Regions from separate parts of the Ovis aries genome. Here region 2 is linked to region 1. The links are chromatin contacts, called in public Hi-C maps. All regions are on one chromosome and are shown on one strand. Each heading gives the region's core, a stretch centred on a gene start, on an enhancer-like site or on the middle of the called end of the contact. The rest is flanking DNA. Distances are from core to core; before and after follow the strand shown. Region 1 holds the start of SNRPE (small nuclear ribonucleoprotein polypeptide E). Region 2 overlaps SOX13 (SRY-box transcription factor 13).

Region 1 (7,808 bases), core at 2,129-4,628:
TGAGCCCTCTCCAAACGCTTGACCCACAAATTAAAAAAAAAAAAAAAAAAGGCTGTTGTAAGCCATTAAGCTTTGTAATGTTTCTTACACAGTAATTTTTTTTTATGTATTAGTAAAATTACCCATTTGTTTGATGTAGTATAAACATCTTTTCCCAGATCTTCTCATTTTGCTTATTTTGATGGGTTTGTATTCATGGAAAACTATATAATTTTTATATAATTGAATGTATTACTTCTCTCTTCAAAACCAACTAGAGCATACAAATGAGTAAAATACAAATTTTCAGAACAAGAGAGATGAACTATCTATGATTAAACTAGACGAACTACAAAGAAATTAAAACTAAAGAAAACTAATGCCTGTGTACTCAGTCATATCCAACTCTCTGCGACCCCGTGGACTAGCCTGCTAGTGCCTCTGTCCATGGGATTTTCCAGGCAAGAATACTGGAGTGGGTTGCCATTCCCTCCTCCAGGGAATCTTCCCCACCCAGGGATTGCATCTGAATCTCCTGCATTGCAGGCAGATTCCAGGGAAACAAAACTAAAAATTTCTCAAAGAATCAAAATTTGAACAATAGCCACCGTGTACTTAGATTTAAAAAAATTAATTCTAAGTTGTTCTAGGTTTAATGTAATCACAGTAAAAATACCAACAGGACTTACTTAACTTTCCTAATTTTTAAAAGTCCTGTTGGTATTTTTACTGTGATTACATTAAACCTAGAACAACTTAGAATTAATTTTTTTAAATCTAAGTACACGGTGGCTATCGGAGAAGGCAACGGCACCCCGCTCCAGCACTCTTGCCTGGAAAATCCTGTGGACGGAGGAGCCTAGTAGGCTGCAGTCCATGGGGTCGCTAGAAGTCAGACACGACTGAGCGTCTTCACTTTCACGTTTCACTTTCATGCACTGCAGAAGGAAATGGCAACCCACTCCAGTGCTCTTGCCTGGAGAATCCCAGGGTCAGGGGAGCCTGGTGGGCTGCCGTCTCTGGGGTCGCACAGAGTCGGACACGACTGAAGCGACTTAGCAGCAGCAGCAGCATTCTAAAGATTTAAGGAAAAACAAAAATAACTAGGAAAATTCTATGAACTTTTTGTCCTGCCAAATAAAAATTACAGAGATAGTAGTCTAAATAAATACTAAGATCAACTGAACAAAATATAAATTCTATACATAAAAACACATACCTACACACACACACTTGATATACTATAAACGTGGCATTTAAAATTAAATGAGGAACAAAGGGTTATTTTATTTTTTTGTAATAGTGATGGACAAGTGGGTAGCCACCTAGAAACTTTAAAGTTGTATCAGTTCTAAGATATACTGGTATAAATTCTAGATGGATCAAAGATTTAAATGGAAAATGGCAAAATCATTAAGGAAAAGTAAATCTCTTCTCATGAGTTATATGAGTCAACTGACTGGTTGTAAAGATCAGTTCTTAAAAGTTAGGAATCGTGCCTTCAGAAATAGGAAAATGTAAAAACAAGTAGCTAAAAAAAAAAGTAGCTAAGCATTTCTGCATCTGAGATCAGACAGGTATACTGGTGTGTTCTATTCACACTGTCTTCAAATTCAGCAAATCTCAACTTTTCCATGTGTTTTCTAGGTCCTTTTAAAAAATTACTTTCATGTCCTTTGATCTCACATTTTTATGAGGTTGTTATTAATATTATCCTCTTTAAACAGAAGATCTTAAAAGTGAGCCAGGACTCTGTGGTGCCTTCCAGGTGACAGACCCCTTTGTATCCCTTTCCTCTTATTTATAGAAAAGCTTTAACCTCCTAGGCCTTCCCTGAGTTTCTAAGAGTAAATTTAGAGAAGTGAGAAAATGCAGAAACAAAGGAAAACAGTCAAACAAGACAAAATAATAAGTTTAGCCATGAAACAGAATCAAGGGCTACAGATAATATCCTGAGCCATATCTTTGAGTTGTTTTGCAGGTACTAAAACCAGGGAGAAAAAGCGAACTACCTCGTAACCATGAACACACAGCCTTCAGACTGCCTGGGGCCTGAGGATCTTTAATACTGACCCCTGTGACCTCAGCTGGTTACCTAACCACCCAGTGAGAGAACTGTGCATGAGCTGATCGTGTACCCTCAACCTTCTCGCTTACTTTGTCTTTAAAAATCCTCTCCTAAAAGACACGGAGGTGTTTGGGTCTTTTGACGGTGAGCTGCCTGTTCCCCTGGCTGTCCTTCACCACGAACCAGTGTCAACAGCTTGGCTTTACTGCTCCTCCTTGGAGCAGACCCAAATTTGGTTTGGTAAGAATCTCAGTTAAACAAGTTACGATTCTGCTACTTGCAGAAGTGTGTCTGCTGCTGCTAAGTCGCTTCAGTCGTGTCTGATTCTGTGCAACCCCAAAGACGGCAGCCCACCAGGCTCCCCCATCCCTGGGATTCTCTATGCAAGAATACTGGAGTGGGTTGCCATTTCCTTCTCCAATGCGTGTAAGTGAAAAGTCAAAGTGAAGTCGCTCAAGTGGTGTCTAATCTAAGCGGTGTCCCTTTGGACGAGTCCCTTTGACTCTGAGTTTCAGTTTCCTCATCTATAAAATGGGTATTCCAATTAAAGGAAATTTCTGTCAGCCCACAACCCAGAATATAGCCTAACCAAGTCCGACCCCTCCCCTTCAGCTGTGTTACCCAGGAAACGATATGTTGGAAGGCTGAGACCTTAATGTGTACACACGTACACTACTTCTTCATTGGATCTTTAACCCCATGAGGAAGGAACATTTTTATCTCCATTTTGTTAATAACTAAGCCAAGACAGGGCAAGGGTGAGTAACATTCTTGGTCACACACTGTAAGAGTGCAGGGTTTGAGCCTAGAAATCAGGTTTTAGGGTTTTCATTCAACATTGATCCTCCGCTGCCACCTAACAAACAGCTCTCCAAAAAGCTGATGAGAGCACCCGGCTTTGAAATCGTATCGTCTGTAGCCCAAAGTGTCAGCTGCGGGAGCCCTGAGTTTGGGCTTCTTGCGGCCCTACCCTGTCCACCACGACGCGGCTGTCAAGCCTAAATCCCAGGGAAGCAGGCCTTAGAAAAACCACTGAACCACACCATTTCAGAGGAGGTACGCAGGGGAACGATCCGGCTCGTAAAACCGACTCCAAAGCGAAGTCGCGATGGGCAGCCGCGGCGGCCGCACAACCGAAGCCGCGCTCCCCTTCCAGCCTCCCTCCAGGTGGCGCTGCAGGAACAACTCGCTTTCCGAAAGGGAGTCGCTGCCGTGCGGCTTCCCCGGGACGCTCTGGAGCACCGAAATAACCGACTCCTGCGGCTAGAGAGGTATTTTCCAGGAACCGCCCACGTCGCCGCCTGAGCACGGCGCACTTCCGCTTCCGGCTCGGTGTTCCGGAAGTTGCTTTCTGAGAGAGAGTGTGGAGCAGTGTGGTGCTTGTGAGCTTCCAGCATGGCGTACCGGGGCCAGGGCCAGAAGGTGCAGAAGGTGATGGTGCAGCCCATCGTATCCTGCTCGATGCGTGAGCGTTAGCAGCTTTGGGCCGGGAAATGAGGGGCGAAGGAGGAGACGGAGTAGGCCCGAGGGAGCGGAGTGCGGCCGCTCATCCCATGAGCCCCTGGGGCGGCCGAGGCTAGGAGAAAGCGCGGGGAGTTGAAGAACCAGTTATGGGCGGGAGGTGGGCTCGGGCAGACCCTGCGCTGGAGAATGCGGTCGTGGTGGGGTGAGCGGGGAAGACGACTTTAATTATATACTGACTGAAAGCGGGTGTTGCCGCGTTCCACCGGCAGGGAGACCTCGGCGCGGAAGAAACTCCCGGAAGATGAGAGTGGGGAGCTATTCCTTTACAGTATTTAGTGATGTCCTGATGGGTGTTTGGACTTGCCAGGTGGCTCAGAATCCGTCTGCCGATACGGGAGACGGGGTTTTGATCCCAGAGTGAAGAAGATCCCATGGAGAAGGAAATGGCAGCCCACCCCAGACTTCTTACTTGGAAAGCCCCATGGACAGAGGAACCTGGGGGGCTACAGTCCATGGGGTCACAAGCGTGGGACAGGACCTAGCGACTGAACAGCAACAGTGGGTACCTAGTTGGGCACTTTCTTTGCCTAGGCACAGAGTTCGCGTTCAGAAAAATGAGATGCGGGTAGATTTAACGAGTTCCAGGAAGCAGAGTCTATGCTTGGCGTGTGTGTGTGTGTGTGTGTGTTTTTTCCTTAACTCTTGCTGCAGAATCTCATCTTCAGATACTTGCAAAATGTAAGTTGTTCTCTGTTTTATTTTCAAGTTAAAGGTGAATTTATTTGGCTGTTTGTATCATTGTTCTAGAGTCAAAAAATGAAACTGGAGATTGGGAGGGCATTTGAGGAGAACCAGTGCCAGGAAAGCTCTAAAGTGACAAAATGGTATGTAGCCATGCCATGGGCTTCCCTGGTGGCTCAGACGGGAAAGAATCTTCCTGCAATGCAGGAGACCCAGCTTGGATTCCTGAGTGGGGAAGATCCCCTGGAGAAGGGAATGGCAACCCACTCCAGCATCCTTACCTGGAGAATTCCATGGATAGAAGAGCCTGGAGAGCTACAGTCCATCGGGTCTCAAAGAGGTGGTCATGACAGCCCCTAATACAGCCATGCCGACTCCAAGCATGCAAAGAACTGTGTTGTTACTACTTTGCAAGACCAAAATTAATAATTTCGAAAAGTAATTACTGGCTGATATGATAGTGGCACTTGGGTATTGGTACTTTCCTTGGGATATGGCAGGAACATTGGACCCTTTCCATGGCACCTCAGGATGAGACACTGGAAGAAAATTTCAGTCAGCTTTTTCTAGGTCATAATGTGGTGTGTTAAGCACTTTGGGAGGTGGAGACACACTTATTGATAGAAAAGACACTGGAAGAGGAAGATTGGAGGGATAGGTTCGGAGGATTTAGTGAACCCTTTTACTCCCTTTCCTTTGGAGGGATTTTTATCAACTCAAAATTTGACTTGGCAGAGCAGAGTATTTATCCCTGAAAGAAAATGTGTTTCCTGTGGTTCTGATTTTAGTATGTGACAACTTAATAGAAAAGCATTAATTTCAAGCTGTTGTAATTTTTAATCACAGGAATTGAGGGTCTCACTGCTGGTTATTAGGGCTTCCCAGGTGGCACTAGTAGTGAAGAACCTGCCTGCCAGTGCAGGAGATGAGAAGAGACTCGGGTTCCATCCCTAGGTCAGGATGATCCCCTGGAGGAGGGCATGGCAGCGCACTCCAGTATTCTTGCCTGGAGAATCCATCCCTTGGGTAGAGGAGGCAGGCTACAGCCCATGGGATTGCAAAGAGTTGGACACGACTTACGCATTCCTGGTTATTAGGTGTGAGATGTGGAAAACTGAGATGCTAGAGAAGACTGTCTTGCAGCTGGAGTTTGCTCTGGTAGATAAGAAAGAAGCCCTTTTTGCTATCTTGTCACAAATTTTCACTCTAAATATATAGAGACTACAAGCAACAGAAATATGATTGAGTCTCAAAAACACAGGAATATTATTATTAGTTTCAGTGTAACATTTATTAAGTGAGAATGTTTCCTGGTAAGTAACTTGTCTTGGCTTTTATTTGTCAGAGTTTTTTAGGAGCCATATTTGTCTGTTGTTTGACCAAAGTGTTTACTTTGTTTACTTAGTTCTTAACATTTCTGTTTTTCTGATTATTTCAGAGATCGCGGATTCAGGTGTGGCTTTATGAGCAAGTGAATATGCGGATAGAGGGCTGTATCATTGTAAGTACCCAGGATATTTTATATCAGAGCATTTTGTTCAAAGAAAAAATTTCCTAAAAGATGGCCAACAGAGCAATATACAAAAAAATCAAAGACCCAACTCACGGAAAGTCCTTCAGGACTCACTGTCCTTGTCTCATTGTTCTACTTAATAGGGATTAGGTAATTCACAAAAGAGAGGGAAAATTAATTTTATTAGATAACTAAACAGTATTAGTCTTTAAAAGAGGAGTCATAAGAAATGAAAAGGGAGAAAGATGAGAATTCTTGGTTAGTGATACCTGAATAGAACTGGGTGGGGTAGTTAAATAAGATGTCCAAGGTAGCACAGTAACTTAAATAATGTTATAAAGAAAGAAAATATGGGTGGAAGTGTTATACTAAGAGTCTGGTATTTCTTTTAGACAGTATAGTAGATTCCATCAGTAATTTCCCCTTCCCCTGTTTGTTAGTTGAAAAAACAAGCTTGGTGGTTGGTAATGACAGTGTCTTTGTGGGAACATGGGAAAACTGAGTAGGTTATAAAAGATGTGGATGATGACTTTTTGGCATAGTTAATGAAGTCTAAAGTCCCCAAAGTTCCAGAAGTAATCTGAAGTACATTCCCTCTTTCGTTGTTATTTAAAAAGAGACTTGGGGAGTTTCCTAGTGGCAAAGTAGTTACGGTTCCAGGCTTTCAGTACTGTGGCCTGGGTTCAGTTCCTGGTTGGGGAACTAAGATCCTGCAAGCTGTGTGGGGCACTCCCCCTCCCCAAAAAAATAAGAAGAGGCTTGAGATGTGGTGTTTCAGCTGGAAGATCAGTGGAGAGATGAGTTTCTGAACTTGGCGTTTTTATATATTGCCATATTAATTTAGAACGGTTTGGATATGATTTTACATGAAGATGACACTCAATTGACTTATTTTTCTAGGGTTTTGATGAGTATATGAACCTCGTATTAGATGATGCAGAAGAGATTCATTCTAAAACAAAGTCAAGAAAACAACTGGGTAAGAATATAGATGGCCTTGAAGAATTACAGCTATTTTTATTCACTTGCAGAACTGAATGAATTGCAGCTTATTTCATGTTTAGATTTAGTTTGTATTTGAGAAATTATTTGGGAGAGGAGCCTGGTGGGCTGCCATCTGTGGGGTTGCACAGATTCGGACACGACTGAGTGACTTCTCTTTCACTTTTCACTTTCATGCATTGGAGAAGGAAATGGCAACCCACTCCAGTGTTTTTGCCTGGAGAATCCCAGGGACGGGGGAGCCTGGTGGGAGGCTGTCTATGGGGTCGCATAGAGTCGGACATGACTGAAGTGACTTAGCAACAGCAGCAGCAGTATATTCTTAATCATCTTTTGCCACTTATTGTTTATCTCGCTCCATTTCTACTTCTGTCTCTCCAGTTGAGAGCTCTCACCAAGGTTACCAAAGGCTAATGGTGTTAAATCTAATGGTCCCCATTTTATTGAGCTCTAAACAGCATTTGGCTCTGTGATACTGTAGTCAGCTTTTCACTTTTCATTACTGGTTGTTCCTTTTCCACTTCTATATATTCATTCTTTAGAACCCAGCCATTAAATGTGTGAGTTGCTTAAGTCTTGGTTCTCAGTCCTCCTGTCCTCAATGTTATTTTTCCTAGGTACTCAAGACTGCACTAACAGTTATATTTATATGTTGACCTGCAAATGTTGATTTGTAGCCCTAGACCTCTCTCAGCTTCTTCAGTATTTCTACTTGGATGTCTCAAACTCTCCTCAAAATTAGCATATCAGAATCAAACTCAATTCCAAGGCCTGACACACTGTTTAGAGCTATTTTAGTGTTTCCTGCCATAGCAAATGGGACCAGTTCTGTTCAGTTTACTAATAAATTTCTCTGCAACTCCAATTTGCTCTGTAGACTCCAGTCATCTTTTTAAAACACTGACCTGAATTTGTTATCTCTTTGCTTGAAATCCTTTGGTGGCTTCCTGTCGCTCATAGGATAAGAAAATCTTTAATGTATCCGTCAAAGTCTTTCATGATCTGGCTTTACCGCCCTCTGCTCATTTTGTGTCACTCTGT
Region 2 (7,808 bases), core at 3,838-6,337, 300 kb after region 1:
GCTAGCAGTTGGGTGTGCTTCTAGCTGCCAGCCTCACTCATTTGCTCAGCACCCACGGAGCGCCCACACTGGGCCAGGCCCTTGCCGTGTACATATGATGGCACATGTGTCTGGGACCCGAAACCTCCGTGGGGCCTCCGGCGCCCGCAGGGGGCGGGCCGTGTCAGCAGAGCCCAGCGCTGACCGCCTGCCCTGGGGCTGGGCCAGGCTCCCGCTGGAAGTCCATGAGCAACCAGGAGAAACAGCCTTACTACGAGGAGCAGGCCAGACTGAGCAGGCAGCACCTGGAGAAGTACCCCGACTACAAGTACAAGCCGCGGCCCAAGCGCACCTGCATCGTGGAGGGCAAGCGGCTGCGGGTGGGCGAGTACAAGGCTCTGATGAGGACGCGGCGCCAGGATGCCCGCCAGAGCTACACGACCCCGTGAGCGGCCCGCCCGCGGCTGTGGCTGCGCGCGCGCGCGCGCGTGCGTGTGTGTGTGTGTGTGTGTGTGAGAGAGTGAGCAACAGGGGTTAGTGTGGGCTTCCAGGGGAGCCGTGTGTGTGTGTGTGAGATAGAGAGTGAGCGACAGGGGTTAGCGTGAGCTCCCAGGGGAGCTGTGTGTGTGTGTGTGTGTGTGTGTGAGACATGGGTTAGTGTGGGCTTCCAGGGGAGCTGTGTGTGAGTGAGTGTGACATGGGTTAGTGTGGGCTCCCAGGGGAGGTGTGTGTGTGTGTGTGTGTGTGTGTGTGTGTGTGTGTGTGTGAGAGGGAGAGAGAGAGTGAGCGACAGGGGTTGGCGTGGGCTTCCAGGGGAGCCGTGTGTGTGTGTGTGTGTGTGCGTGAGCGACGGGTTAGTGTGGGCTTCCTCTGTGTGTGTGTGTGTGTGTGTGAGTGTGAGAGGGGTTAGCATGGGCTTCCAGGGGAGCTGTGTGTGTGTGTGAGTGAGAGTGAGCGACAGGGGTTAGTGTGGGCTTCCTGTGTGTGTGTGTGTGTGTGTGTGTGTGTGTGTGTGTGTGTGTGTGACAGGGGTTAGCGTGGGCTTCCAGGGGAGCCGTGTGTGAGTGAGTGTGAGAGGGGTTAGTGTGGGCTTCCAGGGGAGCTGTGTGTGTGAGTGTGACAGGGGTTAGCGTGGGCTTCCAGGGGAGCCGTGTGTGTGTGTGTGAGTGTGAGAGGGGTTAGTGTGGGCTTCCAGGGGAGCTGTGTGTGTGTGAGCGATAGGGGTTAGCGTGGGCTTCCAGGGGAGCTGTGTGTGTGAGCGATAGGGGTTAGTGTGGGCTTCCAGGGGAGCTGTGTGTGAGTGTGACAGGGGTTAGTGTGGGCTTCCAGGGGAGCTGTGTGTCTTTTGGCTGTGTGTACGCGTAGGTTTGTGTGGTGTTGTGCGTGTGTGGCTGCAGGGATGACTGTGACTGTGGTGAGTCCCTGGTGGTTCAGGATATAGATTTGTGACTGTCTGGGGACTAGCAGGTGTCTAGAGAAATGTGCCTGTGGATCCCATTTTTGACAAACTCGAAAAATTCAGGGGTACTAAAGCTCATACAGAGGATTCGTGACGACCAAAGCAGGCATCCCAGTGGATTCCTTCAAATAGGAACTCGCTGGTGCATACGAAATATATACAACTTCCCCAAACTGAATTTACACATGATCCTCTAGGAATATCTGAGCTTGTGGCCCTGGGGCTGCGTGGGGCGGGGGCAGGTCTGTAGCGGGCGATAAATTTGCCATCAGAAAAGCGCCAGGGAGCAGGTGTGTGTGTCTTGGAGCCAGAAGGGTAGGGGTGGGAGGACCTGCCCTGAGGAGGCCCAGAGGAGAGTGGGCCTGGGGTCGAAGTCGGGAACGCCTGTAACCGCGCCTGTCCTCCGCCTGCAGCCAGCAGACCGGCCAGGTGCAGATGAGCCCCTCAGAAGTCCTGTACCCGCGGGTGGCAGGCGTGCCCCTGGCACAGCCCCTGGTGGAGCACTGTGTGCCCCGCGGCCTGGACCCGAACATGCCGGTCATCGTCAACACCTGCAGCCTCAGGGAGGAGGGCGAGGGCGCAGAGGACAGGCACTCGGCGGCTGACGGCGAGATGTACCGGTACAGCGAGGACGAGGACTCAGAGGGCGAGGAGAAGAGCGACGGGGAGCTGGTGGTCCTCACGGACTGATCCCGGCGGCCCGGGCCTGGCCCTCCTCCCCGTGGAGACCTGGGCACAGCCACCCCACCCACTGGTACTTGGACTCGGGCCTGCTGGAAGATGAGCACAGCTGTGCGTGTGCAGATGCATGGGCGATGGGAGATGACCCCTCCGCACACTCCCTGTGGGCACACCGAGGTGGTGGTGGCCTCAGGGGGCTCCTCCTCGGCGGTGATGGGCTGGGCTCGCTGAGCTCCACTGGGGCGCTTGGGGCTCGTGGCCAGGGGGCACTGTGTGGCTCTCCCCTCCTGCAGGTCTGCCCGTCCTGGGGGGTATGGCAGCTACAGACCTGTTCCTCTAGGGCCACAGTTTTCCACTTCCATTCTTGTTCTGGCTGGACCAGCCACCGTGGGACCAATCTGTACCCCAGCATCACCACCACAGTACCCCAGATGACTCCTGGAACTACCAGGATCACTTTGTGCACAAAGGTCTGGCTGTCCTTGCCGTCTTTACCTTCTGCCAAGCCTTTCGTGTCTCTGGCTGCTGCGCGTGCACGTGTGTCTGCGCGTGCGCGTGTTTTCGTCTGTTCTTGCATCGCATGAGGTATTTATTGAGTGCCAGGGGCCGCCGCTGAGCTCCCGCGGCTGTGTCCCCTGGTGTCGTTCTTGCTCCTCTAGGGGGCGCTCTGTGCTTCTCTTCGTCCCCGAATTGCTACCTCTCCACGTCAGTCTGGGCGTCTCAGGTTCCGTGTGTCCTTAGTGCATTTCTGTCCTTGCCTCTTTGCAGGGCCTGTTTGTGTCTCTCCCTTCCCCAGTGCCTGCCCTTGCCCCTGTGGCACCCGCTGCGTCTCTGCAGGCCCGTCTGACCCCGGTCCCCGGGCATCCCGCTCCTGCCCACTCTGTCACTGCGTCCCTGAGCCCCCTGTAAGCTCCCCTGGAGCCACTTCCAGCTCCCGCGGCTGGGGACGTACTGGCCTCCAGAGGGCCCTGTCCTGTTGCCTCAGCCCCGTCCCAACCAGAGTGCCAGGAGCGGGGCGGAGCTCTGGCGGTGCCCCTGCTGGAAGCGGCGGGAGCCTGGGAGGGCTCTCGAGGCCGCGGGGCTCCACGCCCCTCGGGAGCCGGAGGTGGGCGGGCTCCGTAGTCCGCGGGGCTTCATCCTCTCCCCCTGTCCCCCGCCTGCCGCTCCCCTCCCCTGCCCCACGCCACACCGGGAACTTGCCCGGGTCCTGGTGGTCCCTTTCACAGAGGCTTTCCCCAAGAAAATCAGATCCTGATGGCACCTGACTCCAAAGATCCGGAACAGCCCTGGGCAGGGTCACAGGGACAGATGCGGAGTTTGCGTCTGTTCCCCCATCTTCCCCCTTCTCCTGCTCCACACCCAGCTATTCTCCAGCTGTTTCTTTTTTTTATGACTGTAAACATAGATAGTGCTTTATTTTGTTAATAATAAGATAATGATTAGTAACTTAACCAGCGCATTTCTCCTGTTTACACTTGGGGGGATTTTTTGTGTTTCGTTGATATAATAAAGACAGACCGTCTCAGAATCTGGCCCTTGCCTGGATGGGGAGGCAGGCTGGCCACAGCTCCTCGGTGTGCCCCCGCCCGGCACCACTGCCCCCGGAGGCAGCCCCGTGGAGCCGAGGAGGAGACATCCCAGGCCAAGGAGGCCAGGCTGGACGCCCCGCCAGAGCCCACAGGCGACGGCCACCCCTGCTTCGAGGACGGGAGCCCGGCCTCACCACAGCGCCCCCTCCCGTCCGGAGAAGAGAACGCAGTGTTAGGAGCGCCGTGGTAAGAGTCAGGAACTCAGGAAGCTCTCCCAGAACTGGCCGCGTGGTCCTGTGCGTGTGCTGGGGCGAACGCCGTCTCCTCTGTGTGCCTCATTACCCTCATCCGAGAAACAAGGATGTTATGCCTTAGCCAGGGCTCTTTTCCTCTCTTGGAGAAGGAGCCCTTTGAAAATCTAATGAAAGTATGGACTCTCATTCCACAAAAGGGCTCATGTAGACACCATAAGCCCCCCAGGATACTGATTAATGAAGCAGGGTCTGTATTTATGTACTTCAGGGCTCTGTGACCTTACACTTTGAAATGAGGATTTCAAATATCTATGTGTCACAGTAAGGGAAATAACAGTCCCTAGAAGAGCTGGATGACTGAAATGCTCCAAGTGCAGGAAGAGCCGATAAAAAAACCAACTCCTGCAGCTGAAATGTTAATCCCATTAATATGAAATGGGGGCAGCAAAGCTGAGCAGTGCTGTGTCAGTTAGACTTGGGTTGGATTAACAGAAGCGTGTGCTGACCAGGGAGGTGAGGAGCCAGTGTGCATCACACAGTCCTGACCTCAGGTGCGTCATGCCAGCCCGAGGCCCTTCAACAGAAAAGGCCGTTCTCACACTGGAGGGGCCCAGAGGGTTGGAGGGAGCCCGGTGGATGGACGTGACTTTCAAGGAACGGCTGGGAGGGCCAGGGATGTTTGGTCCAGAAAAGAGGAGGTTAGGGTAGGGCGGAAAGAACAAGATTGCTCTCTTAAGGCTCTCAGCTGGGCAACACAGGCGTTGGACACAGCTCACGAGGTAGCATTAGCCTGGCCTTTTGATGAAAGTCTCACGGGCCAGCGTTTTCGGCTTAACATAAAAAACCTGTTGACCAAGATGGCCAAAAGTGGTAGTGAGCTTACCCAAACAGGAGGTGTTTGAGGAGAGTTCTTGAAGGCTGGAAAACGGATTTCTAAGTTAGAGATGGCTAGTGGTGAGACAAGGTAGGTATGGTTGATTCCAGGGCCACAAACCCAAGAATTAGGGCCCCGGTCTTTTGATCTAGGGAGCATCCTGGCTGCCGGCCTTCCACTGGTTTTGCCCAGCCCAGCCTCCCAGAGCTTGGAGCCTCCTCTCTCCTGCCCTCCCGCCCCAGGACACCAGTGGGGCAGTGGCAGGCAGACCTTGGGGAAGGCTGACTGTGGCGCTCGCCCTCTAGTGGCCACATGGGAGAGTCGCTCATTTCCACCTCACTGGCCGTCACTGTTCCAACCCAAGCTGGGCAGTCTGGTCAGCACACACCCAGCAAGGCTCACCCTCACCCGCAGCCTATCCTGAGCTCCCCTAGCTTCCCTACTCCCAGGGACCCTGTGGTCTCCGGAGCCTGAGGCCAATACCCCCCAGCTCCCACTCCAGCAACCCTTGCTCTGTCCTCCCAGCTGTGGACAGTGTCGCCCACCCGCATTCTCCAAGGGCAGGAAAACCATCCGGGGAACCTGTGGTTGGGGCCCTGGAGCCCCACCTGCTGGCCCCAGAGGAGGCAGCACAGGGTCAGATGGGTGGAAAGTGCCTGGACACTACTAGGAAGCTGGGGCACGGCCTTGCTCTCTGCGCCCTGGGTGCCTCTGGAGGGTAAGGGGCAGAGCAGAGCAGAGATGAACATGTGCCTGGGAGTACTTTGCCTGGAACACCCGCTCAGTGCCAGGAAGGGGCCTAAGGGAGCATCCCAGGCCACCCCAGAGTCTGGGCAGGGGTGCTGGGCAGTGCCAGGGGCAGCGCAAGGAGACACAGTGAGACTCCAGGTTTTGTTTGGGAGTGGTGTGCCCAAACCTCTCATCAGCCAACCCACCCCCTAGGAACTGGAGGGAAGAGAATCATTTCTCAAGGCTGTAGTGGAATAGAGACTCAGATGAACTCCTCGGCTGCAGGGGGTGGCCAAGCCAGGGGGGTACAGGATACCGGGGGCTGTGCCAGCCACTGCCTGCTAACCACTGAGCTACACCATTTCAGTGTATCAGCGTGCGCCGTGCTCAGGCACCCAATCGTGCCCAACTCTTCGTGACCCCGTGGACTGCAGGCTCCTCTGTCCAGGGGACTTCTCAGGCAAGAACACTGGAGTGGGTTGCCATTTCCTGCTGAGGATCTTCCCCACCCAGGGATCAAACCCACATCCCCTGCATCTGCACTGGCAGGTGGACTCTTTACCACTGAGCCACCTGGAAGCGGGCATCAAGGCCCCAGGAGTCTGGGAATGAAGCTGCCTTCATAGTGCTCCCTCAGCTCCAGAGGCGGATGATCTGAGGGGAACAGGGAGGGTGGGCACTGCCATACAGTCCCCAGGAAGGCAGTGCCCATCGCTGGCCCCAGAGATGATCCCCAGGGGTCCGAGGTGCCCAGCCCTGGCACCTGCCCTGCACTGGGTAGGGCCTTCACCCACGTCCTCCACTAACATCCCTCCTAGGCGTGATACTGCTGCCCGCCAGGGGCCTGGCCGCGCTGGGTCAACAGGACCTTGAACAAGGCCCCAGCTTCCAGCGCCAGCTCGACTCCAGAGGTTGCCACGGCTCACGGGTACTTCTGCAAGCACAAGCCGGACAGAGTCCCCCTGGCAGGCAGCCGCTGCTGCTGCCGGTGCTACTCCTAAGGGCGTCGGGAACTTCTAGGGGCCCCAAGGCGGGCCCTCAGAGTGCAGCCTGGGCTGCTGGGAGGTGCCCGCCCAGCTCTGAGCTTCTGTTCTCTCCCCCTCTGGCCTACTGAGGCGACAGTGTGGGTCCAGAAATCACCCTGGCCTGCTCTCAGCAACTCCCCGCTCAACTAACAGCTAGCAGCAAGTGGGCACCAAGGAAGTCCTGAGCACTTGCGTATGGGGTCTTCCTGGCCCATCACCTGGGCAGGCATCCACAGCCTAGTTCCCTCTAGGCTCCGCCCTCTCAGGGTCCACTTCAAAAGCAGCGGAGCTGTGAGACCAATTCTGCCCAAGCCGGGACCCCAGCCACGTGGTGCCAGCTGTGCAGCGCACAGGACCCCAGAGAGGAGGGGCCGTACCCCCTCCACGACACTGCAGAGCGCATCACAGGATCCAGGGCAAGTCCTCACTAGCGGCTCTATACGTGACCATTTTAATGCAGAAAATGATGATCATTTACAAATGAACCATTTTATCGGCCAGAGCCAGGAGGACCCAAAAGGCGGTGAGGAAGGACGTGGTGGCCACTGGGACCTGGGGAAGCAGTTCCCACAGCACCTTCACAGCAGATCCCACCCAAGCCCCTGCACGCTGGGCGAGCCCTGGCCGTCCGTGGCCCCTGCCCTCTGACTCCCACTAGGCATTCCCCAGGGGGAAGACCGTGGGTCAACCTCAGGACAGAAGGCTGTTCCTGGGAAGTGAGGGTCTGGAGGGCAAGGAGGGAGGGGACAGGATGGTGGCTGCCGTGCAGCCGCCACTCTGGGCTGCTGCCCCTCCAGCTGAGGCAGTGTGAAGCCTAGCCAGCCTTCGGGCCCATCCCCTCCCTCTCCTCCTGGCAGGCGGCAGACGGACCGAGCACAGGCCCGGGGCAGAAGGGGCACTGGGGGAAACCACGTGTCCTCAGGATGGGAAGGGCTTATCTGGCTGGATCTGCTTTGGAGAAAGGGAGGGATCTGAGAGGAGGCGGCTGCTCGGGGAGCTATCAAACCTGACTCTAGACGCCTCCCCCAGCATCTATACATCCATTGGTCAGAGTTGGCAGGATACTCTCTGGACCCAGCACCTCCCACCTGGGGCACGCAGGGGTAGACAGGCTGGAGGCTCAGGGCCCTGGAGGTAGAAAGGAGCCCTCCCACCCTACCCCTTCCCCAGGCCAGGAAGGTCAAAGACACGAAGGCAGCCCAGACTCAGGATGGCCAGGATGGCAAGGCTGGGCTTCCCAGGGTGGTTGAGTCCCAGACCAGATTCCAGGATGGCCTG

What was found. Hi-C and Micro-C count contacts between places; a contact is called where the count stands out from the background.
Region 2: a Hi-C map of liver shows a contact between it and region 1, with 4 times the contacts expected there. The contact joins the enhancer-like site here to the promoter of SNRPE in region 1. A contact is called at or near these places in 8 of 16 Hi-C or Micro-C datasets (hypothalamus, liver, mesenteric adipose tissue and 4 more).

Annotation. Positions count from the first base shown.
Region 1 is chr12:1,458,532-1,466,339 of ARS-UI_Ramb_v3.0, forward strand. It overlaps SNRPE (small nuclear ribonucleoprotein polypeptide E), which reads left to right and starts at 3,379. Exons shown (of 4, transcript XM_060395994.1): 1 at 3,379-3,478; 2 at 5,691-5,753; 3 at 6,666-6,744. The coding sequence starts at 3,443.
Region 2 is chr12:1,755,449-1,763,256 of ARS-UI_Ramb_v3.0, forward strand. SOX13 (SRY-box transcription factor 13) reads left to right here. Exons shown (of 14, transcript XM_060395996.1): 13 at 208-424; 14 at 1,852-3,570. The coding sequence ends at 2,128. ETNK2 (ethanolamine kinase 2) reads right to left here. Exons shown (of 8, transcript XM_042256911.1): 8 at 6,959-7,808. Among named protein-coding and RNA genes, the nearest start is that of ETNK2, 21 kb to the right of the region's middle. Within about 2 kb of position 5,088, at least 5 of the 54 cell types and tissues checked have an H3K27ac peak or open chromatin away from gene starts, as enhancers often do. A contact at or near this core is called in liver, where this site is marked.